2 separate regions of the Sus scrofa genome follow, and region 2 is linked to region 1. The links are chromatin contacts, called in public HiChIP or PLAC-seq maps. All regions are on one chromosome and are shown on one strand. The core of a region is the stretch at or near the end of the contact, and the rest is flanking DNA. Distances in the headings are between cores, read along the strand shown.

What was found. HiChIP or PLAC-seq counts read pairs in DNA pulled down with a chosen protein or histone mark.
Region 2: an H3K27ac HiChIP or PLAC-seq map of alveolar macrophages shows a contact between it and region 1. The contact joins two enhancer-like sites. A contact is called at or near these places in 1 of 47 Hi-C or Micro-C datasets (embryonic fibroblasts) and 1 of 2 datasets of contacts at active chromatin or transcription factors (alveolar macrophages).

What each region holds. Positions count from the first base shown.
Region 1 is chr6:152,765,766-152,770,975 of Sscrofa11.1, reverse strand. The region is part of intron 14 of FGGY (FGGY carbohydrate kinase domain-containing protein); the gene reads left to right. Among named protein-coding and RNA genes, the nearest start is that of HOOK1, 59 kb to the right of the region's middle. Within about 2 kb of position 2,330, at least 14 of the 83 cell types and tissues checked have an H3K27ac peak or open chromatin away from gene starts, as enhancers often do. A contact at or near this core is called in alveolar macrophages, where this site is marked.
Region 2 is chr6:152,941,497-152,946,706 of Sscrofa11.1, reverse strand. The region is part of intron 8 of FGGY (FGGY carbohydrate kinase domain-containing protein); the gene reads left to right. Among named protein-coding and RNA genes, the nearest start is that of HOOK1, 230 kb to the right of the region's middle. Within about 2 kb of position 2,771, at least 13 of the 83 cell types and tissues checked have an H3K27ac peak or open chromatin away from gene starts, as enhancers often do. A contact at or near this core is called in alveolar macrophages, where this site is marked.

The DNA of each region.
Region 1 (5,210 bases), core at 1,081-3,580:
AGACCAGGTGCCGGTCAAAAGATGACTGTATCAAAAATCAAAACAAAACAAAACAAATAGAAGAACAACTAGCCATTTCTTCATGCTTGTTGGGGGAAAATCACGTTGCCCTACTTTGTTTTTCTTTGAAAGGGTCATGTGCCTCAGCCCACACATTATCATGTGAACTTGTTGTTCCAGTAAAATGAGTCAGAGTTCCTCAAGAAGGCAGATTCATGTATTTCAGAGCTGTGTGTCAGCATCTCTGAAAAAAGGTGCAGTGTACAGGATTGGTGCTTCTCAGGCACAAGCACACGCTCATTCTTAGCCAAGGAGATCACACAGCTAATGAGCAGCAGAAGTGGGATTTGAACTCAAGCCCAGAGGACGCAAGCATCAGGCTTTTTGCATTGTAGGGGGGAAGTGTGTAGGGTCTGAGCGCAGGGCTAAGCAAAGGCCTGGAGTCAGAAGGGGCTCTAAATTCTGGCTTTTCTGCATTTTTGACCTTGGGCAAATTCTTTATACTCTCTCAGTTCACTTCTTGGTCCATGAAGGGGGAAGAGGTGATGATATCTGTGTCATAAAGTCGTTTTGAGAATTTCAAGAGTCACGTCCATAAAGCGATTAGTGCAGCGCACAGCACAGAGCAAGCACCTGGGAAATGTTGGCTTGAACCGGTAACCTAGCAACTGCCACGGAATTGGCTGCTGGGACAATGAATGCTTTGTTTTTCTGATCATACCCCATCAGTTATAAAAATTTTGAGCTTGCATCCTCAATATGTGGAAATGTATTTATGAAGAGGCATACACATGTTTTATTGGGCTTATAGGTTATCTATATTATAAATATAGCTGAAATAAAAGATTTCAAATATTTGCTCATCATGATGTTATTATACTAACATTAGACAGTGTCTAAAGATCCACAATCTAAGGCCAGGTGAGTTTTGAATGATTTTTTTTATTATTTCTAAATGATTTTGTATGTGCCACTGTATTTATATCTCAAACAGTATTCTTGATCATTTTAATTTTTGTCTCAATTCTTGTCATAGTCTAAGCCGTCTTTGTTTTTACCTTATACTGTGAAAAGCTAATACCAGGGAAAAGTGTCATCATTTTTCCTTTTTGTTTACTTGAATCTGCACCGTGACCATTGCCTTTAGTCCTTTGGCCAAGTCTTTCTCAGTTGCTTGCCCATTTTGTGAGAGTTTGTTTAAATAAAATTAGATAGCCCCTATACACTCCCACCCTGGAACATGTAGATGACGATGGGTAGCAAACCCCTGGAAGCTGGGGACATAGACTGGAGGGCATGCTGTCATGCCCCCATGATGTAAGGCTCTCACTCTTACCTTGGGAGATTTCACGTGTCTTACTCACTCATGACTGTCTGATGAGGGACCAACGGGTGGTGCTGGTGACAATCTGCGTATTAAGTGCTGGTAAAGTTGAATTCATTTCTTTAGACTACACGTCTTATAAACGGCACTTCCAGTATGTTTTTCTGGAATCCTAACCAACCACTTCAGCACTCCCTGGAGTGAATGTTTACCATTTTAGAAACACCATTCGATGATCTTCCATAACCTCTGTCATGAAAGTCATCACCCTTTCATTCAGCAGCTCAGCAAACATTAACCAAGCCCCTGTAAGTGATAGGACCATGTTGGGCATGAGACCTACACTGGCATGCTTACTACCTTCAGGGAGTTCATGGAATAGCTCTCCCCAGGCCAGGTTCTGGTTATTCTTCCTGATAGACCATGACGCTGCACACTGCCAAGTTTGCAGTGTCCTTTGATTCCTGGCTCTAGACTACCTATAGCCTTCCCAAAGTCTTTTTTTTTTTTTTTTTTTTTTTTTTTTTTTTTTAGGACCACACCTAAGGCATATGGAAGTTCCTGGCCTAGGGGTCAGATTAGAGCTGTAGCTGAGACCTACAACCACAGCCACAGCAATGCCAGATCCGAGCCACATCTGTGACCTATATAGCAACTTGGGCAACGCCGGATCCTTAACCCACTGAACAAGGCCAGGGATCAAACCCACATCCTCATAGATACTAGTTGGGTTCTTAACCCACTGAGCAACAATGGGAACTCCAACCTTCCCAAGTCTTAAGGCCGTTGTTCCCCTTCCCCTGCGCAGGGGAAAAGGTATCAGGTCCCATGCTTCCCAGATTTCCCGCGTTTGTGTGTCTGCCACTCATGGAATCCCCATCTTCTGCAAGGGGGCTGAAGAGCCCCTACCTTTCTTAAACCTAACTTCCCTGGGTAGCTCACTCAGTGTAGCCGGAAGCCCTTGGCTGGCTCCCAAGCCAGGCCGTAACCCGTGAGAACTGGGAGTTCCCTGTGCCCACACAGCCTGATGACGGCCGGCTCTGCTCCCAGGGAAGTGGTGAGCAGCCTGTGCAGACGGGTATCTCAGCCTTGACACACCAGCGAAGGGTCAGCTCCCATGAATGCGGTCTTTCATGGCCTTGGTACAGGGCTCCTATTTTTTCCCTACAGAAACCCTTGCACTTGCTTTCAGAAGTGACGATCAAATGTGAACTTTCATGGTTTATTTATAGCTCGGCCTTATAGAGAGAAAGAAAAGAAGTGATTAAAATGCAATTTTACCAAATATTTTGTTTTCAAAAGCTTTCATTGTGTGGGCAAAAAGGAAAGAGAAGAGCCCCTGTATTCGTTGTGCTGTCTAGACTCCCAAACAAAGAGGGTAGCGTGCCGCAAATCCAGATTGTCCGGCTCCAGCCTGCTGACAAAAAGTATGAATTTTGAGGCCAACTTCAAATACACTCTTTTAACAGAAATATATTGTGGAGGTGACTATATTTAGCACTGTCAGCATTTCCATAATAAATTCATATTGTTATGCTGTGGTAATTTCCAGATTTACTGCAGCCCGTGGGTTCATGAGGTTTCAGTTTTATGTTAATTATTTGGAGAAATGGGAAAACTCAGCAGTGCTATTTCTGATGACAGCACTGATTCTCTGGGCATTCTCCACATTGTGTCAAATACCCTTAATGAGCCCTGCCTCCCAAGAGAGACAAAAGTGAGCACAAGTCATTCTGGCTGCTTGTAGAAGCATAACTTTTTTTTTTTAAGAGTGCAGTATAGTTTTATTTTCTTTAAAATGATCAAATCCCTACATGCCACTCTAGAAAGTTAAGAAGACATACAGAAAAGCAAGTTCGCAAGAGAAAAATCATCACCCATGCTCTTGAACCTGTTAGTATTTTATATATTTTCATCCAGTGTTTACTATGCATGTGTTTCTTGGGTTTAGCACAAACACAGTTTTTGAGGTAGAAATGAAAAACAACTGTGTTTGTGTTGTTTTGCTCTACTTATTTATTTGTTGACATATAGTTGATTTACTGTTTCTGGTGTTCAGCAAACTGATTCAGTTATATACATCATATATTAGGTTATATATGGATGTGTGTGTGTGTATGTACATACACATACATAACCTTTTTCATATTCTTTTCCATTATGGTTTATTACAAGATATTGGTTATAGTTCCTGGTGCTAGAGTAGGACCTTTTGTTTATTATTTTATATGTAGTAGTCATATCAGCTAGTGCCAAATTCCTAATTTATCCCTCCCTCCCTTCCCCTTTGGTAACTATAAGTTTGTCTTCTATGTCTGTGAGTCTGTGAGAAACAACTGTATTTTTCACATACACTGTCCATTTTCTCTGCCCTGGTTAAAAATTCTGATAATTCTGTTACTTTCTTAGATAAGTAGAAAGCCACTTAGATAATACAAGTTTTATGGTCCCTTTAAGTTGTGATACCTAACCAAAATCCAGACATTAGAGTATCAAGAAATATATAATAGTCATCACTTCTCATCTAAAGATAAGACAACTCCTTACTCCTTGAGCCAAGGATGCTATCTGTACATGTCAGGAAGGAGATGGCTGTGATCAGATTCTTCTTTTTTCCTCATTCACTTTCTCTCCAGTATATTAGCTTTCTTCTTGTTCTTCTGATGTGGTTGGAGGGTGTGAGGGAAGAGAGCTTAGCAGTGTAGGAAAGTTCTTTTTTTAATGAATTTTATTACATTTATAGTTGTACAACCCAATTTTATAACATTTCTATCCCAAATCCCCAACACATCTCCCCACCCCCAACCTGTCTTATTTGGAAACCATAAGTTTTTCAAAGTCTGTGAGTCAGCATCTGTTCTGCAAAGAAGTTCACTGTGTCCTTTTTTAGATTCCCCATGAAAGTGATAGCATATGATGTTGGTGTCTCACTGTCTGACTAACTTCACTTAGCATGATAATTTCTGGGTCCATCCATGTTGCTGCAAATGCCATTCTTTCTTTCCTTTTAATGGCGGAGTAATATTCCATCATGTATGTGTACCACATCTTCTTTATCCACGCCTCTGTCAATGGACATTTAGGTTACTTCCATGTCTTGGCTATTGTATATAGTGCTGCAATGAACATGTATCTTTTCGGAAAGTTCTTATCTTGATCAGCGCTGCCATAAATGGACTTCATGCCCTCTTAGTTTAGACCAGGACCTCTTAGTTATGTGTTTACAGCTAGACTCTGTCATAGCATAGTTTCTTTCTTTCTTTTTTGAGACTTTTCCACTTATGGACACCTCTCACTTAAGTTTATCTTGTCCTGGTCCACACCTTTTAGTCTAGTAAATTGCTTACTTTTTTAATTCCTTAGAAATCCCATAGGTTGTCTCAGGCTTCTTTTTGTAGACTCCCTCTGCCTCCCTAGGTGGGCATCTTGGATGGGATCTAAGACAACCCATGATGCACTCTCACCTGTGGGCAACCTTGCATTCATGGGAAACAGTCATGCCTTTTAAGTCAGATAGACTCTGGCAGTGCTGGCTGATCACAATCCTTCACGTCTACACTGAAGCCAGAGCTGCTTCTACAGACAGGAGACTCAGTCTATCCAGATCCCTGTGCGTCTCAGGGAAGCCATGCTCTCTTGATTCGTGAAGGGAAGACTCCTCATATAATCCCTTGCAAAGAGTTCTGAGGCTTGATAAACACACAGCTCTTCCTAAAAATCCATCTTTTTCTGACCTTCCATGTAGATGAAAGGTTTAAGAGTTAATGGATCCTCCACTACTCTTTTTACAAATTCTTCAGGGTGGTCTATTTCCAACTCACTTTGGTATCTTATATCTGTCATCTTTAGATCTCAGCCAAAACTTTCATTTTAGCATTCTTTCACG
Region 2 (5,210 bases), core at 1,522-4,021, 180 kb before region 1:
AACCCGCAACCTCATGGTCACTAGTTGGATTCCTTTCCACTGGGCCACGACGGAAATCCCGTCATAGTAGTTTTGATTTGCATTTCTCTAATAATTAGTGATGTTGAACATCTTCACGTGTATGCCCAGTGGAGTTAGGTAGTAAACAGCATCACAGTTTCAAGGAAAAGAAATTTGGACTAAAAAAGAAACATTCAGGCGTTCCCAAATACCTCTGTGGGTCATGAACCCGACTAGTATCCATGAGGATACAGGTTTGATCCCTAGCCTTGCTCAGCTGGTTAAGGATCTGGCGTTGCTGTGAGCTGTGGTGTAGGTCGCACACGCTACTCAGATCCTTTGTTGCGGTGGCTGGCAGCTGCAACTCTGATTTGACCCCTAGCCTGGGAACTTCCTTTTGCCACATGTGTGGCCCTAAAAAGCAGAAAAAAAAAATTAAAATTAAAAAAAAATACATAATAAAGAAAAAAGAAGTATTCACCAAAAAAAAAAAAAAAAAAGTGCTGCTCAGGGTTTTGTATATTATGTGATGAAGAAGAATTTTCCAGGGACAACATTTTAGGGATGAACAAGGAATATGTTTATACTTAAGAATTATGATTGCTGGATTTATTAAATAATTACCAGGTTCTGTTTTCTCTGCTAGGCAGTCTGCATCTAGAATATCTAATCCTCACAACAGACATGTGAGATTAACTTATGAAAGGGAAAGATACAGTAGCCATGTTTCAGGTCAGAATAAAGGTAATACTATTCAGATTAAGCAATAGTCAAATGTCATTAGAGGGTAGTAGCCTAAAATGACCCAGTAGAGTTCATTTCTTCATCTGAGAAATGATAGAATTGAGGTCAGAGAAATTACAGAGCTAGGACTTGCAGGGGAATCCAGATCTGGCTGGTCTCCTGGCTTTTGTATTCATTCCTCGAAAATGTTAACATGGTACCAGAGGTATATCCCACTGTCCTATCCAGGACTAGGTCCAGCTTCAAGCTCTGCTTTCAGAAAAAAAAACTGTTATAACCAGGAAGGAAGCATGTAATACACAGCTGCAATATTTAAGAGAAACTGGGACCCATGACCAAAGTTTGGGATGGTTAAGAGATGGCTAATTGTAAATAATCCTGCAGTCCGGCTTCTGGGTGTATATCTAGAGAAAACTATAATTCGAAAAGATACATGCAACTCAGTGTTCCTAGCAGCACTATTTATAATAGCCAAGACACGGAAACAACTTAAACTTCTGTCAACAGAGGATTGGATAAAGAAGATATGGCACATATATACAATGGAATATTACTTAGCCACAAAAAAGAATGAATAATGTCATTTACTGCACTGTGGATGGACCTAGAGATTATTATACTAAGTAAATTATGTAAGGTCTAATATTATATGATATAACTTATACATGGAATCTAAATTATACAAATGAAATTATTACAAAACAGAAATAGACCCACAAATAGAGAAAACAAACTTGTTACCAAAGGGGTAAGGGGTGGGGTTAGAATAAATTAGGAGTTTAGGATTAATTTATACATTCATAAAATAGATAACCAAGGACCTATTGTATAGCACAGGGAACTCTACCCAGTATTTTGTAGTAACCCATAAGAGAAAAGAATCTGAAAAAGACTAGATATATATGTATGTAAAACTGAATCACTTTACTCTGCACCTGAAACTAACACAGCATTGTAAATCAACTATACTTCAGTAAAAAATTTGAAAAGAGATAGGCTAGTTTTAACTGTTTAAAGGAAACCTTATGCATTGGCTTAATTTTCTTGTTTGTTAAAGTTTTTGTGGTCCTAAAATGACTAACTCTTTCTTAGTGCTTTAGAGTTTGTAAAAATGCCTTGTGGCTATGATACTCAGAATAGCTAAGACAGAGCAGGTGTTGTTTTCCTTTTTCAAATAAGGCTCAAAGAAACTGAGTGATTTGTCCAAAGTCCTGCAGCTACCAAGGGTTAGGGCCAAGACTCAATACATATGTGAGCAAACCCCAAGCCATTTTTGCTGCTTAGTTAGTTCCTCTCCGTTGACTCAAATTGAAGGATCCTGCAGTTGGGAAAAGTCTGGTTCATCACAGGAGGGGCTCCTGACTCTGGGTCACTAGTCCCCACTATGATTGTAAATTCTTCATGAAGCTGCCAGCCACCCCATTCTCAATGTCCTTAAAATGTTCCTGGAGATCTCCTTCAAAATGCAGTTCTTCAAGTGCTGCTGTCATGGGGCGTGAATCTTGCTGGGAGGAGTATACGCAAATCTGTCATATCAGTAGATGCCCAACTGATTCTCATCAGGGACTATGGCTTTAAGCTCCTTTGGAGTCGAAATTATATCTCTCCACCATTGTTTTCAAGTGCCTATCAGAGTACCTTGTACATAGAAGTTACTCTAAATTTACACTAGATGAACGGAAGAGTGAAAGAAATGAATGTAAAAGTTGTGTAGAATGTGGTAAATTCATGTGGACGGTCTGTCAGTTCCTGTGGTTTGTGTCACACTTGGAGATTTCTTGAGTCTCCATCCATTCAAAGGAAGCCTCTCTTGGTAGCTTAGGTCTAGATTGAAAAGTCAGGACTTGGAGAGAGTACCTTGTAGAATGTGCCAACAGTTAGGGATTGTAGGATTCTTATCTTCTTGTGAAAAGCAGGACAGAGTGAAACAGTTGAGGGACCCTATTTGCAGCTTTGTGCAGACAGACTCAGAAACCAAAGCACAGACACAGCAGGATGCAACAGGAAACCACAGAGGCCTAAGACTTTCAGTGTAAATAGGAAGTCAGAGTTTACTTTTGAACCCACAGTGCCGAGCTGAATTGCAATGTTTAATCCAGCTCTCTGCCCAGCCCTTTTTGAGCTCAGGCACAGATGAAAAATGATGCCACTTGGGTAAAAGCATTTTCAAATGTTTGTTCTTTTTTTTAAGATTTTTTTATTTTTTCTATTATAGTTGATTTACAATGTTCTGTCAATTTCTGCTGTACAACAAAGTGACCCAGCCACACCTACATAAATACATTCTTTTTCTCACATTATCCTCGATCATGTTCCATCACAAATGACTAGATATAGTTCCCTGTGCTATATAGCAGGATCAAATGTTTGTTCTGATCAGGGCTTGGAGCAAGCAGCTTTTATTTGTGCTGGTGAATAATTTGGGACACAGGTGCAATTTGGACTTGAAAGCATTAATTGGTCTCCCTGGTTTTCCCTGCAGTGATATCTGAAACCCCCATCTTCCTCTACAAAGTAATCTTAATCCACATATATTCATAAAGCATTTGCCATTGAGAGTCACCTGTCATATACCCCGTCTGCCGACCTTTGTGTCCAAGTGCACAGTGGTGAAACGTTGGTGGACACTTAATAAGTACTCTGTGCTTACTGGGTTGATACCATTACCATATTTGATTGCTACCATTGTGTTGGAAACTAATAAATAGGATACAGATGATCATCACCATGTTTTTTGTTTTTTTTTTTTTTTTTTTTGTCTTTTTTGTCTTTTTACCTTTTCTAGGGTCACTCCTGCAGCATATGGAGGTTCCCAGGCTAGGGGTGCAGTTAGAGCTGCAGCTGCCGGCCTACGCCAGAGCCACAGCAACGCGGGATCCAAGCCGCGTCTGCAACCTACACCACAGCTCACGGCAACGCCGGATCTTTAACCCACTGAGCAAGGCCAGGGATGGAACCCACAACCTCATGGTTCTTAGTCGGATTCGTTAACCACTGGGTCATGATGGGAACTCCCATCACCGTCTTGAGGTAAGGAAGATGTTACAGTGGTGGAAAAGACATGGGTTTTGAAGTCAGACCTGTGTTCACATCCGAAATTCTTAAACTTCTTGGAGTTCCCATCGTGGCGCAGTGGTTAACGAATCTGACTAGGAACCATGAGGTTGCAGGTTCCATCCCTGGCCTTGCTCAGTGGGTTAAGGATCCGGCGTTGCCGTGAGCTGTGGTGTAGTTTGCAGACGCGGCTCGGATCCCGAGTTGCTGTGGCTGTGGCTCTGGCGTAGGCCGGCGGCTGCAGCTCTGATTGGACCCCTAGCCTGGGAACCTCCATATGCCGCAGGAGTGGCCCTAGAAAAGGCAAAAAGACAAAAAAAAAAAAAAAAAAAAAAAAAAAATTCTTAAACTTCTTATCCAGAGTGCCTTCTTTTATTCAGCCATTGTTTTTGAGCTGCTACTATGTGCCAGACAATGGAGTGAAAAGGGTGAGCAAAGTAGACACAGACCTCACCGTCTAGAGGGAAGATGGATACTAAGCAATCACACAAATTTGCAAATACAGACCTTGGTAAGTGCTCCACACTCAGACCGTGCTGCTGGGAGTGTACACTGGTGTAATCACTGTGGAAAATTGTGAAGCGCTGTTTGAATATGCACATTCAGTTCCTGTACTCCACCAATTCCATTCCTAGGTAAAAACCTGGAGAAACTATTGTACCCATGCCCCAGTACGTACCCAGAGATAAGGACAAGAGTAGTCATAGCATTATTTTTCATAATAACCCCAAATTTGAAGCAATCCAAAGTTCCACTCTTCATTCTATAGTAATAGAATGACTATATTGTATTATATGCTTAGAGTGGTATACATACATAAATTGAAGGAACTACAGCTACATAGAAAAATGCAAATGAAGGAATTCCCTGGTATATCAGTGGGTTAAAGATCTGGCGTTGTCATTGCCATGGCTTTGATTAGTGCTGTAGCATGGATTTGATCCCTTGCCTGGAAACTTCTGTATGCTACAGGCGTGGCCAGAAAAAAAGAGAAAAATATAGATGAATTAAACAATTTTAAGTGAAAAAAACAGAACATGAAACAAATAAAAAATTATTCACGTAAAATTTATAAAGGGGCAAGAGAGGCAATGTATTTTAGGAATGTACATATAGGTGCTGAATCTAGAAAGACAAGTTAGGAAATAATGTTTTGCCACAAGTTTCAGAGCACTGGTTAAATACATGGCTGAGGTGTGTTGGTTGTTGATTTTTGGGGGTTTTTTATTGTTTGTTTTGTTTTGTCTTTTTGTCTTTTCTAGGGCTGCACCCGTGGCATATGGAGGTTCCCGGGCTAGGGGTCCAATAGGAGCTGTAGCCATGGCCTACGCCAGAGCCACAGCAACGCAAGATCCGAGCCGCGTCTGCAACCTACACCACAGCTCATGGCAACGCCAGATCCTTAACCCACT